2 separate regions of the Sus scrofa genome follow, and region 2 is linked to region 1. A link is a contact called in public Hi-C data. All regions are on one chromosome and are shown on one strand. The core of a region is the stretch at or near the end of the contact, and the rest is flanking DNA. Distances in the headings are between cores, read along the strand shown.

Evidence for each region. A called contact is a pair of places that touch in the nucleus more often than the background predicts.
Region 2: a contact with region 1 is called in a Hi-C map of skeletal muscle, with 8 times the contacts expected there. The contact joins two enhancer-like sites. A contact is called at or near these places in 1 of 47 Hi-C or Micro-C datasets (skeletal muscle) and 1 of 2 datasets of contacts at active chromatin or transcription factors (alveolar macrophages).

The regions. Positions count from the first base shown.
Region 1 is chr13:34,958,859-34,963,143 of Sscrofa11.1, forward strand. LOC100153598 (store-operated calcium entry regulator STIMATE) reads right to left here. Exons shown (of 10, transcript XM_021068951.1): 4 at 2,706-2,827. Among named protein-coding and RNA genes, the nearest start is that of ITIH4, 17 kb to the left of the region's middle. Within about 2 kb of position 1,818, at least 7 of the 83 cell types and tissues checked have an H3K27ac peak or open chromatin away from gene starts, as enhancers often do. A contact at or near this core is called in skeletal muscle, where this site is marked.
Region 2 is chr13:35,151,713-35,155,997 of Sscrofa11.1, forward strand. All of the region lies in intron 1 of SFMBT1 (scm-like with four MBT domains protein 1), which reads right to left. Among named protein-coding and RNA genes, the nearest start is that of SFMBT1, 27 kb to the right of the region's middle. Within about 2 kb of position 2,034, at least 1 of the 83 cell types and tissues checked has an H3K27ac peak or open chromatin away from gene starts, as enhancers often do. A contact at or near this core is called in skeletal muscle, where this site is marked.

The DNA of each region.
Region 1 (4,285 bases), core at 568-3,067:
GGCTGTATCTGTGATCTACACCACAGCAAAGCCAGATCATTTAACCTACTACCCTGGCCCAGGGATCGAACCCTTGCCTCCAAAGTGACCTGAGCTGCTCTAGTCATATTCTTAACCCACTATGCCACAGTGGAAGTTCCCATGGGTCTTTGTTTTTGTTGGAGTATCTCCTCAGGGTCTATCATGAGGAAGGGACCAAAGCCCACACACTACTGGTGCCCAAAAGACAGAAACTTTGTTTTCAAGGCTTCCACATGGGGAAGAGCAGTCTGGTCCCCAGAGTGTAGACACCATGGACAGCCTGAACCTGTCCTGCCCCTCAGGGCTGTGTGGCCTGTCCCCATATCCCATGTTGTTGTTCGCAAGTTCACCTTCTCTTCTAAGGACCATGGAAGCTCCTAGAAAACAAGCCCCTCTTCTTCACTCACCTGACAGCTGTGGGGCCTACCAGGAACTACCACCTCAAGTGGACGGGTCAGTTAACAGGGGTGGTGGGTAGAATAATGTCTACACCCTCATCCCCAGAGCCTGGCACTATGGAGAGTGGTAGAGGGGAGTGAAGGCTGCAAGTGGATCAAGGTTGCTAATCAGAAGGCTCTAAGAAAGGGAGAGCATCCTGGCCTACCCAGGTGGGCCCGATGTAACCACAAGGGCACTGGACAGTGGAAGGAGGTGGGGAAGGTCAGTGATACATGTGACAGAAACTCAACAGGCTACTGCTGGCTCTGAAAATGGAGGAAGGGGCCACCAGCCAAGGAATGTAGGCAGCCTCCAGCATCGGGAAAAAGCAAGGAAACAGGTTCTTCCCTTAGGCTCCAGAACGAACCAGTCCTGCCGACACCAAGATTTAGTCCACGAGCCCCATGTCAGACTTCTAAACTACAGACTCTAAGATAATAAATTTGGGGGTGGGGGGGTTTAGGGCCGCACCTGTGGCACATGGAAGTTTTTAGGCTTGTGGTCCAATCAGAGCTACAGCCACTAGCCACAGCAACGTGGGATCTGAGTTGCATCTGCAACCTACACCACAGCTCATGGCAATGCTGGATCCTTAATCCACTGAACAAGGCCAGGGAATGAACCCACATCCTTGTGGACACTAGTTGGGTTTGTAACACGCTGAGCCACTATGGGAACTTCCAAATTCGTGTTGTTTTAAGCCAGTAATTTTGTGGCAATTTGTTACAGCAGCAAGAGAAAAAACAGAAATTGACAGAAATACAAACCAGTTAACTGAAGACATCCCCTATCCTTCCTCAGCCTGGGGAAAAAGGACTCAGAAGGGTCCTCAATAGAGGGCAGCTTTATCTGGAAAAGGTGGGCACGGAAACAAAAGGCTCAAACAACAAGGATACCTTCTTCCTTTCGATCTCTCTTGGGGATGCAAACAAAAACATGCTGGGAATAGGTGGTACCATAATGCCCACTGTATCAGGATCAGATGTGATCTCCTCTCCCAGGTCACTGAGCAGTGTGACTGGCTGTGGGTGGCTCTCCTGTAGTTCTGCTCAGCTATAGCTGAGTCGAGAGCCCTGCCTTCCAGAAAGGATCTTAATAGCCAAGAGGAAGCTATGAGCACTGTTCCTGGAGATGGTGGGAGGCTTGGGTATCCCACTGCAGCAGCCAGAGGCCCTCCAAGCTGTTTGGGTGAGCTTCCTGCATCACTCCACCCCTCGGGTGCTTATCCTATAAAGGAAGATGATGACGCTTTGGTCCATGGGCGCTGAGGTCCATTTCCATCCTCCAAGCTGAGCAGTCAATGACTTGGAACTTCTCCATAGCCTTCCCTGGAGCCATAGGGGCACACACTGTGTGCTGGACACTATCTTAAGTCAGTGACTCATCAGGCATCAAGTAACAAGGCTAAGAAAAGCCCTCTCCTGAGGTCATCTCCCATCAATGGAGACAAACGATTACTTAAGATTTCTAGAAATACTAAGGTACTCACAGGCAATTCCATGAACCAGCTCCCCTTTTAAATGTCAGGCCCTTGCGAGTCTTCAGCCATTGGGCCTAGAGCCGTGAGCTCTTTGGGAGGTATAACCAAGAAATAAGAGTGGGATCCAGACTCCCTCCCTTTTGTCTCATGTGCTCTTTTCATGGCAAAGGCTCCACCAATGAAGTTCCCATGAACAGGAGCCCCTGGCTCCAGACAGCAGGGCCTGCTGTGAAGGTGCGAGAGGGGGAAATCCCCAGAGGGCAGTAAGGCCCAAATAAGCTCCTCTCACCAGCAGCCCTGCTGAGGCCACATCTAGCTGTTTGCCTAGGGGTACAAAGCAAAAGGCATTGCATTTGTGCTTGGAGCCAGCACGAAGGCAGCTTTCTACACACTGTATCCCATGGGGACTGACGAGATGAAGTGGGTCAAAGCTGTGCCAGCATCCAGGGGTCACCTGTTTTAAACCTTGTCTCAGTGAGTAAGGATGCACCTGGTGCCCCTGGTGACCATACATGCCAGATGCTCGGTGGGCAGCCAGCCCACGGTCTGGAGACAGCAAATGACTTGGGCCCCAGGGTGGGGGGATGGGCCCTCCAGTCCTGATCTTTGAACTCCAGGAGTGGAATGGCCCAGAGATAAGACAAGCAGACATGCAGTGGAAAGAGAGGTAGCTCCCTACCAAACACCTTCCAAACTGAGAGCCGCCCCCATGCCTCTAGTGAGGTGGGCACCCTTCACACCCCATTCTGTGTCAATGGTACGTTACCATATTCGCCAAAACGTAGGGACTCCCACTGCTGCCACTCCACCAGGACGCTAACAGCACGCACACCCACGTATATGAGCAACATGCCCACAGTGGCGTCCAGGAGGAAGTTGATGAGGTACCTGTGAGGAGAGGGCACAGTGGCATGGTCAGGAAGCACCATCTAGGGAACTGGGTTCTGTGTGCTTGCAGGGACAAGGTCAAGGCTGGGGACCCAGCACTTTGCGCCACCCTGTTCTGGGAGGCAGGAGCCTTAAGGGTGCAAGTGCAGGAAGCTGAAGTGCTCACTTCCAGGAGCCTAGGAAAGCCTCCCTCCCCAGGACATAGCATTGCGAGGGACCAAGAAACTTGAAAGATCTCAAGTGTTCTTGCCAAACAAAGACTGACACAAAGCAGAGTGCCTGGGAGCAGCCAAAGAGGCTGACAGGAAAACAGAATTAATAAAAAAAAATTTGTTCAGTAACTCTTCCCTCCCAGATGGTCTGGCCCTTCCAAGGCCCCAAGACAGCGCAGCACCAGAACATCCGGGGAATGGCCCCTGGGGTTTCCCAGACCAGAGCTCATCCCTGTGCTTCAGAGCCTGCTATGGAGGAAAGAGCAAGCATTTCCAAAGAGCGAGCTTAAGTGCTACTCGGAAAAGGCAAGGTGCTGGAGGAAGGAGAGGAGGATCAGAAGAGCATGCCCACCCTGACCTCTTGGTCTTGTGGGGTCTGTTTCCATTTGTCCGACACGCATTTCTTCCTTCACCAAGGAAAAGCCCCTTGCCCACTGGTCCTCCCTTGAGGGCCCTGTACTCAGATCTCACTGGTCAGCAATAACCAAGGCCCCAGCTTCCCAACCCTCTGGGAGGCCACATGGCTTGGAAACCATCACCCCCAACCCCAAGAGAAGCATCAGATACCACAGACCAGCCATGGCACTTTTGAGTTGCTGAGACTTGAGACATCTTATGCAGCCGTACAGCCCTCACCCGAAGGCTGGCCCCAGTGACGTGCATAGCACTCTGAAACCTGAGGGAGCACACTCGTGGTCCTGCCAGCCCTGGAGGGGCAAGAAAACCAGAGGGAGGGGTTGCATTTTCCTCCTGCGTGCCCTTCCTCTTTAAAAGCACAAGGGGTCACTCTTAGACCAGATACTAGAGAAAACATAGCAACTGGTTCCCAGGCACTTTCTGCAAGTTCACAAGCTGAGCTCTGGCTCTAGGCTAATGCTGCTCTCAGATGCTTAAACTGCACTGGTTTCAAGTGGTTCTGGTATCTGAGACCCATCCTGAAAATATCAAGAGCTCCTGATACACACATATGCATTAGTTCATTCAATGCCCTCACCAAACTGATTTGAGCCTACTACTGTATGCCTGGCCTTGGGATTAAAGACAGAAAGCTCTAGACTTTATACTCAACACAGGCAAGACTGGCAGACAACAAGGTATCCTGTGGGCCCTGGAGCCAGATTGGCTGGGTTCAAATCTCAACTCCGTCACTCTTTAGGTGTGTGAACCTGATTAAGTTATATAATCTCTCTGTGCCTCAGTTCTCTAACTATAAAATGAGGATAATTAAAGTATCTATATTGCAGGG
Region 2 (4,285 bases), core at 784-3,283, 190 kb after region 1:
TTTTTCTCCTAGAATTGTGATGAAGTAATATTTCTCTCTCTAAAGTGTGCTTCAGATTGTGAAAGGGACTCACAAAAGACTAACTACAAATTTGCCAGAGGCCAGCATCCCCAGCCACAGCAGCCCTCCTCTCCAGGACTCCCTCTCTATTACATTAGACAAAATGATGCTGCTGGTAATGGTGGAGATGCTGATGTGAAGGACATTTATTAGGTCACACAGAGGACAGAAGAATCTAAACTGTTCTGGAGGTTGTTGAATTTTTTTTTTTTTTTTTTGCAATAAAAATACTCTGGACTATGGGAAAACAAAAATAGCAGAAGTTTATCTGCAGTTTATCTAGAGGAAATAATCCTACTGGAGTTCCCGTCATGGCGCAGCAGAAAGGAATCTGACTAGGAACCATGAGGTTGCAGGTTCAATCATTGCCCCTGGTCAGTGGGTTGAGGATCTGGAGTTGCCATGAGGTGTGGTGTAGGTCGCAGACTTGGCTCGGATCTGGCATTGCTGTGGCTCTGGCGTAGGCCCCTGGCCTGGGAACGTCCATATGCCGTGGGTGCAGCCCTAAAAAGACAGACAGACAGACAGAAATTAAAAGGAAGGAAGGAAGGAAGGAAGAAAGGAAGGAGAGAGAGAGAGAGAGAGAGAGAGAAAGAAAGAAAGAAAGAAAGAAAGAAAGAAAGAAAGAAAGAAAGAAAGAAAGAAAGAGTCCTATTAGGAAAGTAAGGGACTGCAGCAAGGTACAATTTTAAGAGACTGATTATATCCTTAGAAGTGAATCCATGACCATAATGAAATGGATCCAAACCAGCACATGAAAGATCCATTTATTTGTTACAAGTAGCACAGGATCATCCTTTAAGAAAAATAATTAGCATTACAGAAATCCAAAATGACCTGATGAATGAAGTAAGCTGATACCTGAAGAGAATATTATTTAATTCAATAAAAAAATGATAAATTACTCATTGAAGATAACTTTTAACATTAAAAGTCTTTAAAATTTCAGTTTTTAAGGAAAAGAGCAAGGATATGAATTTCATAAAAAATAAATTACAGCAGAATTCTAATTGCAAATGTAATCATTGCACAGGATTTGACTTTGTCTTTCTTTTTGTGGGGTTGAGTGGAGAAAGTATTTTTTGATCTATCAATGACAGACCTCATATCCAAGAAACAAGACACTCAACCTAAATCCCTGGGCCAACTTTATTTGGGAACTAGAGAAGCAGGGAAAAAGGCAAGGCAAACAGAAATTCCACTAATTCCTACCATTTCCACTATGATGCCCCTACACATCTTGAGAGATTAAAATCTTGCCATCCCTAATCAAATTAAGCTCTTCAGTAATAGATTCATGTCATAAATACTGACAAGCAGTGAACATGAATATAGCTTGCAATCAAGTATATTTAGACCTTGGTGTCCTTGTTCATAGAGGAGAGGAGCTGGCAATGTGTCTTGGGGGAGCAGGGAGCTAGGGATGATCTGAGTAGCAAAAGGAGAAGCACTTAGTCAGAGGTACCATAAATACAAACCAGTGACATCTTAGACCTGTAACTGACAGCAGGGCTCTGAATAAGGACTATAATCAGATTAGGAGAGGCCGTATGATCCTTCAGGTGACAGAGATCTAATCTGGGACACAACTGGGCCTAAATACAGATTTACTGAACTCATGGAAATGAACACTTAATCACATTAAGAGATCACAGCCACAGTGAAGATATGTTTCCTGTTGTGTTCCATTTCAAGAGGCTAAGTTCAGTTTTGTGGTTCAACACATGGATGCGACTAGGCTATGTTGGAATTTAATTCTTAGCTTTCTAATGTTTTACTCGTGATTTCAGATCTTTCCATGTGCTATTAATTTAGTCTGTCCTCCATCTAAGTTTATCTCCACATATGAATTAAATAAATCCCACCTGTGCTGGATGGTTTATTTTGGTACTTAGCCCCACGCTTACCCTTACCAGACTCCCCCTGAAGTACTAGGCGTAAAATGTGCATTGCCAGCCCCCTTGTCAGCTGTGTTCTCACCCCACTCTGGCAGCAACCCTGGCAGAAGTACTCGTTCCTACTGGGCAGTAGTGAACGCGAGCAGTCTAGGTGAAAAACAGTAGTTTGTGGGCTCTGGCTAACACCACCTTTCCCTTTGCTCCTCCAGCCTTTCCTTTTGTATCCAATTCCTAGAATTATAACACCTTTTGGACTGAAGCAACTGTGAGTGGTTTCCTAACTAGACACTTGACTGACAGCCTACCAAATTCAGAATTTATATAATTCACAAACAAGGATGGGGAGCTATGCTACAAAACATTCATTCATCCATTCAGGCAACAAGTTTTTACTGCACACCTACTAAGAAGCCAGACCCTGTTCTAGGTGCTGGAAATACAGCAGTAAACAAAACAGACAAAAACCCTCAAAGTGCTAACAATCTCTTTGTCCCCAAAGAGCTAACAATCAAGTGGAGAAAAAATAATATACAGGCTGGAGAAGTAAAATACAGTTTTAGATAATAAATGCTAAGGAGAAAAAAAATGAGCAGGACATGAAATGTTGGAGGAGGGTTGAAATACTCTTTTTTATTGAGGTATAGTTGATTTACAATATTAGGTAAGTTTCGGGTGTACAACATGGTGATTCACAGTTTTTAAAGGTTCTACTTCATTTATAGTTATTATAATATTGGCTATATTCCCTGTGTCATACAATATATCCTTGTAACTTTTTTCGTCTTTTTTTTTTTTTTTTTTTTTTTTTTTTTTTTTTTTAGGGCTGCACCCATGGCACATGAAAGGTCCCAGACCAGGGGTCCAATCAGAGCTACAGCTGCAGGCCTATGCCACAGCCACAGCAATGCCAGATCCGAGCCGTGTCTGCGACCCACACCACAGCTCACGGCAACACTGGATCCTTAACCCACTGAGCGAGGCCAGGGATCAAACCTGCAACCTCATGGTTCCTAGTCAGAGTTGTTTCCACTTCGCCACAATGGGAACTCCTCCTTGTAACCTATTTATTTATTTATTTATTTATTGGTCTACTTGCCTTTTCTAGGGCCACTTCCCTCGGCATATGGAGGTTCCCAGGCTAGGGGTCGAATCGGAGCTGTAGCCGCCGGCCTACGCCAGAGCCACAGCAACACAGGATCTGAGCCGCGTCTTTGACCTACACCACAACTTATGGCAATGCCAGAGCCTTAACCCACTGAGCGAGGCCAGGGAACAAACCCACAACCTTATGGTTCCTAGTTGGATTCGTTAACCACTGTGCCACAACAGGAACTCCATGTAACTTATTTATACACAGTGGCTGATGCCTTTTAATCCCTCCTATCTTGCCCCTCCTCCTTCCCTCTCCCCATTGGTAACCACTAGTTTGTTCTCTACATTTGTAAGTCTGTTTCTTATATTAACTAGTTTTGTTTTATTTTTTTAGATTCCATATATAAGTTATATCATACAGTATTTGTCTTTTTTGATTGGCTTATTTCACTAAGCATAATTCCAGGAGGATTGAAAATTTTTTTTCTTTTCAGGGCCACACCCGCAGCACATGGAAGCTCCCAGGCCAGGGGTCGAATCAGAGGCACAGCCGTCGGCCCACACCACAGCCACAGCAATGCAGGATCTGAGCCTCATCCTCGACCCCCACAAAAGCTCACGGCAACGCGAGATCCCCAGCCCACTGAGCGAGGTCAGAGACCGAACCTGAATCCCTATGGACCCTAGTTGGGCTCATTAACTGATGAGCCACAAAGAGAACTCCAGAAGGGTTGAAATTTTAAACATACAGGTCACTGATGTGATTTGGGGGAAAGATTCCATGGAAATGAGAGAGCTAGTCACACATGTATACAGGAAGGCATTCTAGACAGAGGGTACAACACATGCAAAGGCCCTCAGAAGGGAGGCCCCCGGCTTGTTGGAGAGCAGACAGGGAGGAGGAAGTCTGAGAGGTGGGAAGGCTAGGCCATGCATGGGAGCCTTGTGGGATACAATAAATACAGACTTGAGTGATAGCTGGAAATTCTGAGCACAGGAGTGACATCATCTGACTTATCTGTTACAGAATCTCGGAGGGGACAAGAGCAGAAGGAGAGGAATTGCTTAGGAGACTACTGTAATAAACCAAATGAGATTGGACGAAAGCTAGGACCAAAGTAATAACAGTGAGGATGCTGAGCAAATTCTGAATATATCTTGACCTCCTACCTGATCCTTAAAAAGTCAAGGGGTGGTCCTTGGAGTTCCCATTGTGGCTCAGAGGGTTAAGAACC